5 separate regions of the Mus musculus genome follow, and all the other regions are linked to region 3. Evidence: chromatin contacts called from public HiChIP or PLAC-seq and promoter capture Hi-C data. All regions are on one chromosome and are shown on one strand. The core of a region is the stretch at or near the end of the contact, and the rest is flanking DNA. Distances in the headings are between cores, read along the strand shown. Region 1 overlaps Rnf212b (ring finger protein 212B). Region 2 holds the start of Slc7a8 (solute carrier family 7 (cationic amino acid transporter, y+ system), member 8). Region 3 holds the start of 4930579G18Rik (RIKEN cDNA 4930579G18 gene). Region 4 holds the start of Lrp10 (low-density lipoprotein receptor-related protein 10). Region 5 has its middle 6.4 kb from the start of Pabpn1.

What was found. Promoter capture Hi-C pulls out the DNA fragments that hold promoters and counts their contacts. HiChIP or PLAC-seq counts read pairs in DNA pulled down with a chosen protein or histone mark. Capture Hi-C pulls out chosen DNA fragments and counts their contacts.
Region 1: a contact with region 3 is called in an H3K4me3 HiChIP or PLAC-seq map of bone marrow-derived macrophages, with 3 times the contacts expected there. The contact joins the enhancer-like site here to the promoter of 4930579G18Rik in region 3. A contact is called at or near these places in 10 of 39 promoter capture datasets (3T3-L1-derived adipocytes, HPC-7-derived erythroid cells, fetal liver and 6 more), 2 of 115 datasets of contacts at active chromatin or transcription factors (both in bone marrow-derived macrophages) and 3 of 9 other capture datasets (adipose tissue, liver and pancreatic islet).
Region 2: a promoter capture Hi-C map of pre-B cells shows a contact between it and region 3, with 2.1 times the contacts expected there. The contact joins the promoter of Slc7a8 here to the promoter of 4930579G18Rik in region 3. A contact is called at or near these places in 15 of 39 promoter capture datasets (the C10 cell line, the HPC-7 cell line, HPC-7-derived erythroid cells and 8 more), 1 of 15 datasets of contacts at CTCF or cohesin (embryonic stem cells), 28 of 484 Hi-C or Micro-C datasets (the Ba/F3 cell line, the C10 cell line, the G1E-ER4 cell line and 18 more), 10 of 115 datasets of contacts at active chromatin or transcription factors (T-cell acute lymphoblastic leukemia, acute myeloid leukemia, bone marrow-derived macrophages and 4 more) and 4 of 9 other capture datasets (adipose tissue, embryonic stem cells, liver and 1 more).
Region 4: a promoter capture Hi-C map of adipose tissue shows a contact between it and region 3. The contact joins the promoter of Lrp10 here to the promoter of 4930579G18Rik in region 3. A contact is called at or near these places in 21 of 39 promoter capture datasets (the 3T3-L1 cell line, the C10 cell line, the HPC-7 cell line and 14 more), 15 of 484 Hi-C or Micro-C datasets (B cells, CD8 T cells, the G1E-ER4 cell line and 11 more), 11 of 115 datasets of contacts at active chromatin or transcription factors (the 230-238 cell line, the SCID.adh cell line, bone marrow-derived macrophages and 6 more) and 3 of 9 other capture datasets (adipose tissue, liver and pancreatic islet).
Region 5: an H3K4me3 HiChIP or PLAC-seq map of bone marrow-derived macrophages shows a contact between it and region 3, with 5 times the contacts expected there. The contact joins the enhancer-like site here to the promoter of 4930579G18Rik in region 3. A contact is called at or near these places in 4 of 39 promoter capture datasets (cranial neural crest, embryonic stem cells, hippocampal neurons and 1 more), 1 of 484 Hi-C or Micro-C datasets (B cells), 3 of 115 datasets of contacts at active chromatin or transcription factors (bone marrow-derived macrophages, embryonic stem cells and memory CD8 T cells) and 4 of 9 other capture datasets (adipose tissue, embryonic stem cells, liver and 1 more).

The regions. Positions count from the first base shown.
Region 1 is chr14:54,842,235-54,844,934 of GRCm38.p6, reverse strand. Rnf212b (ring finger protein 212B) reads right to left here. Exons shown (of 15, transcript NM_001370899.1): 10 at 2,526-2,586; 11 at 2,100-2,148. Among named protein-coding and RNA genes, the nearest start is that of Homez, 21 kb to the left of the region's middle. Within about 2 kb of position 1,309, at least 11 of the 459 cell types and tissues checked have an H3K27ac peak or open chromatin away from gene starts, as enhancers often do. A contact at or near this core is called in bone marrow-derived macrophages, where this site is marked.
Region 2 is chr14:54,780,538-54,783,237 of GRCm38.p6, reverse strand. It overlaps Slc7a8 (solute carrier family 7 (cationic amino acid transporter, y+ system), member 8), which reads left to right and starts at 1,352. Exons shown (of 11, transcript NM_016972.2): 1 at 1,352-2,058. The coding sequence starts at 1,911.
Region 3 is chr14:54,649,096-54,651,795 of GRCm38.p6, reverse strand. It overlaps 4930579G18Rik (RIKEN cDNA 4930579G18 gene), which reads right to left and starts at 1,285. Exons shown (of 6, transcript NR_038053.1): 1 at 1,248-1,285; 2 at 528-731; 3 at 1-56. Acin1 (apoptotic chromatin condensation inducer 1) reads left to right here. Exons shown (of 19, transcript NM_023190.3): 9 at 1-79.
Region 4 is chr14:54,462,836-54,465,535 of GRCm38.p6, reverse strand. Lrp10 (low-density lipoprotein receptor-related protein 10) reads right to left here and starts at 1,389. Exons shown (of 7, transcript NM_022993.3): 1 at 925-1,389; 2 at 588-632. The coding sequence starts at 961.
Region 5 is chr14:54,899,192-54,901,970 of GRCm38.p6, reverse strand. No RefSeq gene overlaps it. Among named protein-coding and RNA genes, the nearest start is that of Pabpn1, 6.4 kb to the right of the region's middle. Within about 2 kb of position 1,375, at least 40 of the 459 cell types and tissues checked have an H3K27ac peak or open chromatin away from gene starts, as enhancers often do. A contact at or near this core is called in B cells, bone marrow-derived macrophages and embryonic stem cells, where this site is marked.

The DNA of each region.
Region 1 (2,700 bases), core at 60-2,559, 190 kb before region 3:
AACTGAAGGAGGAATTAAAATATTCCTATATAAACAAAAATTTAGACAGTGAACTTATCACTCTCAAACTTGCCTTATAAGAAATACTAAATGGAGTCTTTCAGGCTGAAATGAAAGGACACTAATTAGTAACTCAAATGCAGAAAAGGTAATTATATAGGTAAATACAACAAAAGACAGTTTAAGTGCATTTTTCTTGGTAGCTTCTCCCCATCAGATTTAAAAGACAATTGTATAATGCAGTAACTTAAAATTTGTGTTGCTGAGTATATAATTTAACAAAACTATGACATTTTGGTAAGTATTGATGTTAAATGTGGTACTAACTTAAACCAGGTTTTTATAAATTATGTTAGCTGTAATCTCAAAACAGTTTTGAATATGGTAAAGGACATAATGAGATCTAAAGTGCTACACTAGAAAACAATCAACTTAACACAAAGGAAGGCAGTAATAAAGGAATTAACAACAAAATGATGACATTTATAAAAGAAATAGCAAAATGGCAGTTTTTTCTTATTAGCAATTAGAGCAATTATAAATGTGTTAAAGTTTCCAATTAAAAAGCAGAAAATCAGAGCTAATGCTACGTAAGCTGGAGACCCAGATCCAACCCCTAGAAACCACCTAAGGGAGGAAGAGAACCAGCTCCACAAAGTTGTCTTCTTACGTCCACATAGATGCCATGGTTTGGTATGCAGTCATGTGTACACATACTAAGTTAGAAGAAAAATTTACATAAAATCAAAACAAGCTGGGAATAGAGCACAGTGGTAGACATTTGCTGAGTATGCATTTGATCTCCAGCACTGATTGAAAAGAAGAAAAAAATGAAGGAAAGCAGAAAGCAAGCAAGGAAAGAGAGAAGGGAGGAAGGAAAGAAGAAAAAGACTGTGAATTTATCTCAGTGGGAGTATGCTTGAGTCCCCAGATTCAATCCCCAGCCCATTATACACAGGGCCTTCCATGAAGAAAGCAAACAAGAAAACCCTAGTGGCTGCACTAGTAACAGACAAAACAAGACTTTAAAAACATTGTTACTACAAACAAAGCCCATGTTTTACCTTTAATGCAGAGTAAGAAAACAAGCAAACACCTTTCAGGTTATAAGCTGCTACTTTATGTGCTAGTGAGATGGCTGAGTAGTAAAGCACTTGCTCAAACCGAATGGCCTGAGTTTGATCCCTGGAACCCACACAAACGTGGACGGAGAGAAGTGACTCCACAGTTTTTCCTGACCTTCACATGTGTGTCATGGTGCAGGAAAGCAGAAATAAATCACATCGTACAGAAGACATTCAGTTTGTTAGCTTTCCTTTTAGACTTAATTTCTACTGCCATCTTGTGGCAATTTTGAAAATTCAAACTGCTTAAGTTATTCTGATCAGAGGTTTTTGGGTTTTTTTGTTTTTGTTTTTGTTTTTTTTTAAGTAGAGGTAGAGAAAGATAGAGACAGAGAGAGGTAGAGAGGTAGAAGGATGGGGGAGGGGGAGGGGGAGGGGGAGTGGGGGAGGGAGAGGGAGAGAGGGAGAGGGAGACTGAGAGACTGTTGTGCTATGGTACACATGTGAAGACCAGAAAACTTTTTAGTTGTTTCTCTCCTTCCATCTTTTTAAAAATTATTTATTTATTTTTATTTTATGGGCATTGGTCTTTTTGCCTGCATGTATGTCTGTGTGAAGATGTTGGTTGCCCTGGAACAGGAGTTACAGACAGTTGTGAGCTGCCATGTGGGTGCTGGGAATTGAATCTGGATCCTCTGGAAGAACAGCCAGTGCTCTTAACCACTGAGCCATCTCTCCATCTTTCTGTTTGTTGGGGGAACCAGACTTGGATTAGAAGGCTGTTACCCACTGAGCCATGCCTTTGATCAGGTTTTCAATGGCTATCGTCAACTTTTTATTTTCTCCCTCCCTGTTTCAGAAAAAACAAAAAACAAAAAACATTACTTGAAAAACTGTAATCCATGGTTGACTACCTGGAATCATTTTCTTTTCAGGAAAAAATTAAAACAGCATTATATTATGCATAGGACACTAGAAATTTCTGGTATCTGGCAGAACATACAGACTTCAGATACTTCCCCTACCCTCTCTCACCAGTGTAAGAGTCTCCAGGAGTGCTCCTTACGTGCAGACCTCTGCTTCCCTGACAGAAAAATAATGACCATTAATGACTCTACCCTGGTTTTCTATATTCCCAGCTCCCCATTGTTTCTCAGTAACAATTCATTCACACATGTATTATTCTCTCACATTGTGTGAATTGGTCTTAAGAGGGACCTATGCTCTTTTACTTCAAAAATGCCTGTGGCAGATACTGTGCATTCAATTCTTGAACACTTACACTACAGTCACCACTGTTAATTCTGTGTCATTTTCTAATATTGAGTATCCAAAATAGGCTCCATATGGCATGAAAAGATGTGCCAAAACCAATATAAATGTAAGATTATTGAATTACAGCCTTGCTTTTAGTAAGCATTAGAAACCTTAATATAGAAAAATAATATGATCATTACTTACCTGTTCCACGTGACCCATGCCAGCCACTGTGTAAGGGATGGACTCCATAGAAGAAGAGCGACTACATAAAATGAGACAAAACAAGAATGCAAACAAAACAAAAACAAACACAAAAATGGGTGTTACATTGACTTGGCAGTAATTCTCTTCAGTTCCACTTCGAGCCACCTCATTC
Region 2 (2,700 bases), core at 103-2,602, 130 kb before region 3:
TTCAATCTGCTGTATCTTAGAGCAGCAAAAGGAGAAGGAGTTGAGATCTCAACCTTTGAAACCTCTTGATACTTGCTGAGTAGGGTGAGCAAGGGGCAGGCGGGAAGGGAGACCGTTCATTGTCTGGACTTTACCCTATCCGGAAGAGCCGTTCTAGATAGCTTAGCCAACCCCATTCCTAAAGGGCTTAACTTTTTTATTTTCTTGAAAAGTCCAAGTTTTTTAGTGTTTTTCTTAAAAAAATGAGTGAAGCCAAATTTGCGTAATTAGTGGTCAGATTGGGGAATTTAGTTTGTCTTATTGAGACAGAATTTCACTTTGGACCTCTGGCTAGCCTTAAACTCAAGGAGATCTGCCTGCCTCTGCATCCCAAGTGCTCGGATTAAAGATGTGTGTGCCACCAGGCCCTTTGGAATTTTATTTTTTAGACTCATTTTAAAATCAAATCATTTTGTATAGACTATGTAAAAAAAAACTTTAGTTTTTCAGCATGGTCTATAATATTGTTTCATGGTTGTTTTGTTGTTGTTGTTTTCTTCAAAGCACTTTACAGTTAGAAATAGACACAGTTCTTGAGGTGGAGCAACTGTTTTGAATTACATTCTTCAAGGAAATGGGGGTGCAATGTTAATATTCTTAACCATTACCATTCTTAGCATCAACACGTCTGTTTCATGATCGGTGAGGGGCTCACGACCTCCTGTCTGAAGTTCAAATAATTTGTGATAAAATATTAGGGGTCATGGGGCAGGCCAGAATCCTCCTTATCCTGCTTCGGAAAAACGTTGCAACTACCCCATATTCTTCATAATTTTATTTAGCTTTCATGACAGTCCCTAAAAGAAACTCTTCAGCTTAAAGTTCTTCCACATTGCCCCCCCCCACACACACCAAAACCACCCCCTATTTCATGAAACAGCTTGATGGCAATATCTCTGCAGCTTTCTCGACCTTGTCCTCAAATGATCCACACCTAAACATCTTAGTACACTGGCCAGTGTGTTTCTGAAGGCATTAGAAGCCCGCAGAACCGTGTGCCCTTATAGAGTTCACAAATGCTGTGCGACCTGAGATGAAGCCTTGGCTAGTGACTTCCCCCTGCGGCCCACCCTTCCCTTGCTCCCACTATGAAAAGAAAAGAAAATGTTTTAAGCCCCTTCCTCCGTGATCTTTGGGGGTAGGGGGTACTAATAATTAAATAGAAGAAGAGGGAGGAGATGCGGCTTAAGGATGGAGGAGGTGGGGGGCGGAGCCTCGGTCCGCAAATAAACGCCGCAGCCGAAAGGGAAGCACATTCGCGAGCGCAGCAGCCACCCTGCCCTCACAGATGGAGCGATCTGCGGAGTGAGCACGGAGCTCGGAGCCGACAAGGGCGAGAAGGAAGGGGCGACCGCAGCAGGTGGAAACCTGATCCAGAGCCGGCGAGCAAGAAAGTACCTGAGCACGGCTCCTCCTCCGCTCCCTCAGCTAAGAAGAACTACTTTTACCCTCATCGTAGAAGAGACTTAAGGGAAGGTGGAGGCGATCTGTTTCATTAGGAGGGCTGCAGGGAAATCCTGACCAGAGCAAGCCGCCGCCCGGTACACCGAGCAGAGCGATCCTGGGCTTCTGAAGATAAACGCTTTCCGGAGAATTCCAGCTGGAGTCGCTGGTACAGTTCTATTTTTGTATTTATATATATATATATTCTTTGCCTTCCATTTAAAAACACGGCCCTTGTTTGTTAGGCAGTGACACGTGTGACTCTCATTTGCTGTCACTTTTAGAGGGTAGGAGCGCACTCTGTTTTCGGAAAAGGGCGTTCTAATTGGAAACTCTGTTTTTCCACATATCTATACGTTTACACGCACGAGCGTTTAGAAAAAGACTGCTCTTTTTCGCTTTGGGTGGTCGGAACCCTACGGAGAAAGATGGAAAAGGGAGCCCGCCAGCGAAACAACACCGCGAAGAACCACCCGGGTTCTGACACCAGCCCTGAGGCCGAGGCTAGCTCGGGAGGGGGCGGAGTAGCCCTGAAGAAAGAGATCGGATTGGTCAGCGCCTGTGGTATCATTGTAGGTGAGTCCAGGTCCTTTGCGGCCCCCGGCGCCATCCCACCCTCTCTCCGGGGGTCCTTCGAGGGACTTTAACCCCGCCAAAGCCTCAAAGGCAGCTTTGCTTTGTCTGTGACTTGTGTTGTCCAACTGCACCGGTCAAGTCGGAGCTATGGAAGTGATGTCTGTCATACATCGCTTCAGCCAAGCCAGGCTGAGCTGTTCTCTCCTTAGAATAGAACAAACAAGAGTCAGGAACCATACAGGCTCTGCGTCCCAAGTATTGCCTGGGAATTTATTAGAAGTGTAACAAATTCTTTCCGGCTTGTCACTAGGCAGTTCTGATCCAGGAGAGCCTAATTCGGGCTGACACATGGATTTTTAACTAGCTTCTGTGCAGCCACCCTCTGCAGGCTGTGAATCTGTGTTTGAAGCATATTTAGTATTATGTTGTCTTATGTTATGAAGCACTGTGGTGTGTAATGCCTCGAATAGTAAAAAAACAGTAATAAAAATGCTTTATAATCATGGTTCTTCATAGGCTGGCCCATCCTATGAAGCACTTGTGAAACAGATGTGACAGCCGAGCTGTCTCAGATGAGGAAAATATGGAAGGGAGAACCAGCTGACTTGACTGTGTTCTTGAAATGGAGTTTTCCAGGTTTTT
Region 3 (2,700 bases), core at 36-2,535:
GCCTCCTCTGCCTGTTGCAGACCAAGTCAGCAATGATGAGCGCCCAGAGGGTGGTGCTGAAGAAGAGGAAAAGAAAGAGGTAACTAGCCAAGCCACCTGTTGGGGAGGGTGGGCCGAGCGTGGGCCTAGGGAGAATAGACCATCTCAGCCATCCCTCTTACACAGTGGGATGACCTAAAGGGGATAAGGCTATCCTTGGATCAGGATAGGGCAAGGGAGAATTCGCTGGTTTAGCAAGGGATGCCCCTTGTGATAACAGACAAGGTCTTTGATTTCCTTTCCCTACATGAAGCAGTGATATAGACCAGGCTCCTAATTTGGAAGTCTGTTAATGGCCCTTTTTTTTAGAGAGAGAGGGGGGAGAGGGAGGCGAGGGAGAGAGAGAGGAGAGAGAGAGAAAAACCAAAAAACCCAAGTGCAGCTTTCTTGCTGCTGAAGCTTCTGTGAAGCTAACTCCTTGAGCTTTCCCTCCTTTTTAAAAGCTTAATGGCACTTGTCGCCACCTAGTGGGGCTTTGGGTCTCTTACCGAGTCAGCCATGCTGAGGAATTTTTGTTGCTCTTCTGCCCCCCAGTGGTCTAATTACGGAAGTGTAGCTTCTTAGAAATCCAAGGGGTGAACCACAAGGCCCTCTTAGGTTTTGTTTTGTTTTGTTGGCACAAATATTACCACTTTTTCCTATACCCAGTTCAAGAGGCTTCCCCCATTGGAGCCAGCGAGGTCTTCTTGACCCTTAAAGAAATAGAATTAGCTGGGTTTGGGAGTGGTATTATTACAGGGTGGGAGGGGCTGTTGTGTGTGTAGCCTTTCTCTGGTGTGTGTTGCGGGGGTGGGGGCCGGTGAAAGTGATTTGATGTGCAGAATATTATTTATTACAAGGTCCTTCTTCCCCGTAAAACTTTGTCCAAGTACCTCATGTACGGTAATCCGCCCGTAAAATATAACCCTGCCCAACTGGCCAATCGCTGATGCCGCCTCTACCTCTGGACCCACCCGCTGCTACCGAGCCGCCCAATCAGAGCCGAGTGTGCTCCCGGTGTCTTGGCCAGAGGGGCGTGTCTGTGGGCGTCTGTGATGGGCCCCGCCTCCCTTCTTGCTTACATCGGGGCTGAGACGAGCACTGTTCTGGAGAGACTTGTACTGAGAACAAGAAGCATTTGGAAAGGGGTGGACTTGAATCATCGCCCTACTCGGGACACCCCAAGAAGAGTTGTGCCAGTGCTGGGGTGCCTGCCCACATGCCCTTACCTGTCAGAGACTGTGGGTTGCCTTGTTTGCTACAGACTGTTGGGATCCCCATCTAGGGACCAAGAAACCTAAGAGAGTCAGATGTTTATGACGACAGTGCCGAGCTGTAAACACTTGAGTGGGGCCGGTGGCCTAAGCTTTGTTGACTAGAAACCCTGCAGAGAAGTCTGGGGGTCTGTACCCAGGGGCTTAAAGCTGATGGCAGCCCAGCCCGCGTGTCACCACTTGCTCTTCAGATGGACTTTCCTTTGGTCCCTGCTGTCCATGGTGAAGGGCAGCATCGTGTCGGTCGCTTCAGCTTCTCCTCCATCCCTGGAGGCAGGGACTCACTCACCCACCCAACCGGAACCACTGTCTCAGCTGCAGTCCCTGAGGAGGTGCCAACGACAAACCGGAAGACATACTCTGAGCTTGCTGCTGAATGTGTACCAGGTCCTGGGGAAATTGACTACTGCCACCCCCGGGCTACCTTCATCAGAGGCTCCATGATCCTGCTCGGTGACAGGACCTCTCCCCAGTTACACTCAGAGGAGGAAGGGACTTTGGAGTTGTCACCTGGATCCCAAGTGTTGGCTAGTGGCACTGCTGCAGCTTGTCACTGGTGGACATAGGGTCCTGCCTGCCTCATGAAAGAAAGGCAAGGAGCATTCCTGCCGCTCACAGGCCGCTTGCTCATTCATCAGGGACTGCAAGATGATGCCCTACAGGGCCAGGACTGATGCTCTGCCCCCATTCCCCCCTCTGCCCCTCGCTGAGGCTGGCCATCGCCAGTGAACTGTTTTGACATCTTGGAAACTGGGCAGCGTCCCCCCACACGATTCCCTCCCGCCCCCCCTGCGCCCCTGGGAGGACTCTGGCAGTGCCACGCTGACTACCACGCCGTGCGCCCACCTTTTTTGCCAACCCAACCCCCCACCAATTGCACAGCGCCTAGCAGGGAGGGCTCATTCTGATTGGACGGCGGTTGACTAGATACAGTACACAGTGAGGTGCGATTGGCTGAACTGAAGATCCCAGGTGTGAGATGGTACCTGGAACATTTGTCATATTCCTAGTTTATTCTTTTATTTTCTACCTCTTCTTTAATCTTTTATTTTTATAATTTATTTTTTTATTTCTTTGTTGGGTTTATTTATTTGGTTCGTGTTTTTCTTGTTTTAATTAAGTTATTTTGTTTAATTGGTTTTTTGGGTTCTTTTATTTTCTTTCTTTTTTGTTTTTTTTTGTTTGTTTGTTTGTTTTTTTGGTTTTTATTTATTTCCTTTTCTCACTAACTTACCCATCGTGAGCAACCTAGCTAGGGGTCAGGCTGGCTCTTAACACAGACCAAGGAGACTTGGTTAGATGACACAGGTGGGGCTGGGGGTGGGAGGGGAAAGGAGATTAAGGGGGTCCTGCCCTACCCGTTAGAAGGGTGGTAGGGTGGTCTTAGTTTTTCCAGAAATAAGCACCT
Region 4 (2,700 bases), core at 140-2,639, 190 kb after region 3:
TTAATATTCTTCTTCCCCTCTGAATGCCTCAAGATGGCAAAAATCTCCACCCACCAGTTACAGCCAACTGGTCCCTCTCCATTTTTTTTTTTTTTTGGTTTGTTTGTTTAAAAACAAAAACCTTTTGTAACCTAGGATATCCTCAAAGTCACTATATAGCTGAGGCTGGCCTTGAACTGATTCTCCTTCCTCTGCCTCTCAAGTGCTGGGATTATAGGAGTTGACAACCCTACTCCTTTTCCATATTCTTTATACTTCATCTTAAGTATTCACACTATAAGTAATGTTACTGTAGGCTTTGTGCCAGCCACAGGGTCAGTTGGCAGAGAAATACTGTTTCTACTCTCAGGAAGACCTTACCCTAACTAGGGAGACAAAACACGGATATTACACATAAAAAAACGAGATGGTTCTTAACAACTACCAGGTGCCAGTTCACATTGAGCCTCAGTTTCCCCTTCTGTAAAGTAATGGATGATACCTATTCTAAAATTACAGCAGACTCCAGGATCCAGGGGAGAGATTCTTTTCTCTAGGGTGCATCTTCATTCCCATGCCCCAGAACCCTAGGAACTCGCTTTACTTACCAGAACGTGGGAAAGTGATCCGGTCTGGGCGGGCCAGAGCACCTCCTAGAGGGGGAATCGAGAAAGGGCAGCAGAGAGAGTCAAGTTTTCTTCACCTGGGCAACTCCAAGGGGAGGCCCATCTGAGACTTCCGGACAGTTTATAGGAAGGGGTAGAGGAGCCGGAAGGAGGTGCGTGACCTCGCCGAAAGGTCGCCTTCCCTGGCTGTGAGTGGGAGGGACAGTGTGGGACAGCCCGAGAGGAGGCCGAGGCTCGACGGGGCGGCGGTCGCAGGGGTCGTGGGTCACCAAGGAGGGCGCGGGACGGCGGGCAGTGACACCGGGGCGGGGACTCTTACCGAGGAGGAGGAAAAGAAGAGGGAGGGCCGATAGCATCCTGGGTTGAACAGGGGTGCCGGCAGGGTCCCGGGGCGCCTCTTGTCTACCTGGCAGGAAGCTCCTCGCCGGGTGGGGGCTGCATAGCCCCGGTGCGACCCAGGCTCGGGGTGCCAGGGCTGGACGCACGGCGGAGAGGAACAGGCGTGACGCCTCTTGCTAACTTCAGAGTTGATCGCTCCTTACCAGTGCCCGGCGGTGCTCGCCCGGAAGGCCGCGAGCGCCCCGGCCAGGCCCGGCCGCACCTGCCGGGCTCGACGCTGCGTCCTCCGCGGACCAAACTTTGTGGACTGCCCGTCCCCGAGCCGGCGTGCGGCTCGGTCCCCGCGGCCCTTAGGGGACGGCGGCTTTGCACAGCTCGCGGTGCCCCAGCGGACCCCGGCCGAAGCCCAGCAGCCGGCGACGAGGGGCGCGGCCAGCTTGGCCCCACCCCTGCCAGTCACCGCGCGGCCACGCCCACCTGCGCTCAGCTCCTTTCCGGGTTGCTTTTGCCGTCACGCTCCGGATCGCCCTTTGGCTGCCGCCTGCGTTATCTTTCAGATGTGTCTTGTCAAAGGATGTCTGCTTTTCCCGCCGTAACTGCTACGTGTCTTTGGACCCTTAAATCCTCAGTACTTTTTCTTCACCCAGCGCCTTAGATCCCGTAGCGCTTCTGGTAGTAAGCCTTTACTGAACCAATTACCAGGCGCTATTATAATTATCTGTTACAATGTTTATTCATCACTCCCGCCCCCGCCTCAGCTTTGGAAACTGACACTTCCTGTAGGCTGGGGCCTAGACTGGGTACCTTTGTCCCAAGAGTGTTGCTTGCTCTCCTGCTGAGATGCAGTGATCTCTACGAATGGTAAAGACATAATATGGCTTCACTTGCTGGATCCGTGAACTTGAGAAAATTACTCCTCCGTTCAAGCAGTCCTGTAAAAATTGAGGGTCATGATAGTGTGACTCCCTCCTATGGTACTTGTGAACATTTAGGGTAACATTGTAGATTGAGCCCTAAGCACGTTGGCAGACATAGGAAGTGAGGTGTTTCTATCTGATAGCAACAATTATTCTCAGTTACAGGGTAGTATTATTAAATTTTGTGGGTTTCCGGTTTCCTGTGGCACAGGTGGGTAATATTTACAAAAGAATAACAAGTTGAATATTTTTTTTCACATTTCAGGCTTATACCTAAGTACATTTAGTATACATATAGTAAATATTTAACAGCGAGATGTTTGTTCCTCTTGTCAACAGTCCTGTGAGGTAGTCTATGGTTACTTCCATTTTACAGATAAGGAAGTGCTGGCATGGAGAAGTTTAGTAATACCTTCCCCAAATCTGAATATTCAAATCTGAATGGCTCCCACTGTTTTAAACAATTTGAGCACCAACATAGTGCCACAGGTGGGAAATTCCATACAGTAAAACTTTGTTTCATCTTCAGCATTGCTAAAAATACTTGATTAAATTTATCATCAGGCTACTTGTGATGTGTATATGAAACATGAATAAATGCCATCTACCTGTGTGCTGTGGCATACATTGCAACTTGTGTGTGTGTGTGTGGATGAATGATTAAAATAAATGTCAACAAATATTTTCAGTGCTTCTAGAGAATCACTCACCATCTGCTAGGTATTAATCATAGCATTTTGCATATATTATCTCACTGAAAGGTGACCACACCTCTGAGAAGTCAGTGTTGGAAACTGAGTCACAAATAGTTGAGATACCTTGTTTCTAAATCAAACTCT
Region 5 (2,779 bases), core at 126-2,625, 250 kb before region 3:
CAGAAGAGGGTATCAGATCCCATTACAGATGGTTGTGAGCCACCATGTGGTTGCTGGGAATTGAACTCAGAACCTTTGGAAGAGCAGTCGGTGCTCTTAACCACTGAGCCATCTCTCCAGCCCAACCTTCTTGGTCTTAAGTGTTACTTGTATGCATATGATTTTAGGTCTGACCACTTCGTATTGGATAACCAATTAGGGTGCTGATCCCAGGGAAACCCATTTCTCCCACTCTCGGCATTCCTTAGTTGCCTGTAGTTCTTTATCTAGGCCTGGGTCCCCATGAAATTCACCGCTTCCATGTTAGTGTGTCTATTGGTGTCATACTTGTTCATATCTTATTCAGATAGCCATTTGGTTGAGGTAGTATCATACATGGGTGAAGTTTCCATACCATTTCTAGGAGACACAGTCTCACAACTGATTTCCTGATCCATCTGGTCCTTACTGTCTTTCTGCCCCATCTGTGTGATATTCCCTGAGCTTTGTAGGAACTGTGTTGTGTAGATAGATCCACTGGGTTTGGGCATCCCACAAACACGTTTTCTGCGTTTTGATCGGTTGTGATTTTCTGTAACGGTCTCTTGTTAAAAAGAACACTTTGTCACCCTAACTGGTATAATTTCATTTACACTATATATGTATTATGGCTTTTTCATCATCATTTTGACCTCTCCTCAGTTACACCATGTTCATGATTTTGACAGAGATGTTAGGCTAGCCATAAGCCTTACTAAGGCTCTAGCGAATACTTGCTGAGGCCAGAGAATCAGTGTAAATCATACATGAAAACACTACAAGTTCAACTGGAATGCCTATCAGATGCATGATACAAATGTGGCAGACAGTATGGCTAGGGTATGGTAAGGGAAAGGCCTTACTTAGTTCTGGGTTTGTGCTTATTGGTGGTACCACACATCTTTTTAGCAACAAGGACAAATGAGTTGCCCAGTTAGTAAAAGAATGGAGAAAATAACAAACATGATAGAGTAGAATGGAGTGGACATAAAAGAATTAAGACCACAGAGGGGTCAAAAAAACCACTCATCTGCCAGGTATGGTGGTGCACATCTGAAATCCCAGCACTTGGAAGGCAGAGGTCGGAGAATCTGAGTTCCAAACCAGCCTGGGCTTGACACAGTTCAACTATCTCAAAATCAAACATCCAAAAGAGTTCACAAAGACTAATTTGTTCTGGGAGTGGTGGTACATACCTTAAAACGTGGCAATCAGAGGTTAAAGTAGGCAGATCTCATGAGTTCTAAGTCAGTTTGGTCTCCACATGGATCAGGTCCTGGCCTTCCAAGACTACAAGTGAGACCTGTCTCAAAACAACTTCTAGGGATCTTTCAGAACTAACCAATTAGTGCCCCCTAGTGGATACGCGAGACCAGAGCAGTATTCATTTGTAACAATTTCAGTGTTTCACAATCACTGTTGGGTTCTTCTGTTTTTGAGAGTCTCACTATGTAGCTCTGGCTGTCCTGGAACTATGTAGTCCAGGCTGCCCTGGAATTTAAAGAGATCTACCAGCCTCTGCCTCCCAAGTGCTGGGCTTAAAGGCAAGCATCACATCTCACTTTCTCATTTTTGACGACCAAACCAGATAGCCAGTGGGTAAACACCCATGCTATGGAACATGACAAGGATTTGATCCCCAGAACTTCACAAAGTAGTCCTCTTGACATGTCTCCTGTCCTCTTAACAAAACAGAAAGAAAAACAAGTCCTCATACTGTCTAGTTCAGATCTATAAGCAATTAGTTCTCTTGCCGTGAGGTTAGTCCTATGTCAATCACCACACTCAAGCTCCTATTATTCTAATACTGAATTGTAGACTGCTTCCTGTTAACCAGCCTCTGCAGAAGTATCCAGAGATCATATATTTTAGCTTTATCTCAAGAAAGGGACTTAAACAAGAGGTAGTACAATGGTTAAATGCAAAAATACACTGGTTAACACTCTTGTTAACACAAGAAACATGAGAGGCAGCCGGGCGTGGTGACACACACCTTTAAGCCAAAAAAGGAAGAAGGAAGGAAGGAAGGAAGGAAGGAAGGAAGGAAGGAAGGAAGGAAGGAAGGAAGGAAGGAAGGAAGGAAAGGAAGAAAGGAAGAAAGAAAGGAAGAAAGGAAGAAAGAAAAAGAAAGAAAGAAAGAAAGAAAGAAAGAAAGAAAGAAAGAAAGAAAGAAAGAAAGAAAGAAAGAAAGGAAAGAAAAAACAAAAGAGGCTTTAGAGCCTCATGGAACAGCTTGGTTCTCAAGGGGATGAGACCAAGTCATCAGCAGAACTAGCAATGGCAGGATGGATATCCTGAGGCTGGAGTACATCCTGGGTTAGAGTAATGGTTCAGTGGTTAAGAGCAGTGACTGCTCTTCCAGAATACCCAGATCTGGTTTCCAGCCCTTACCAGCTCCACAAATTCTTACATCTCTTTTTGGCCTCCACAGGATGGGCAAATACAGTATGGTACACACAGGCACAACTCACTAATAAAATCAATAGTCTCTTCTTGACAACACAAGTCTTACGTTAGGTAATATAGTACCCAAGATTTTAGTCAGAACTTACAATATAAAACTGTAACCCCCCTCCCGGCCTGCAATTTAGACAAGCAATTCCACCTTCAATTTCCACCTCTGGAGTGCTAAGATTAAAGGTGACAGTAAGCCTGCTCACAGGGGGGTCATAAGTTGTCCTTGTTTTGCATGAGTCCATCTTGAGACATCAGGGTTAATAAGACCCAAATTTAGAAATTAGTCCATTTGCACTCACCTGAG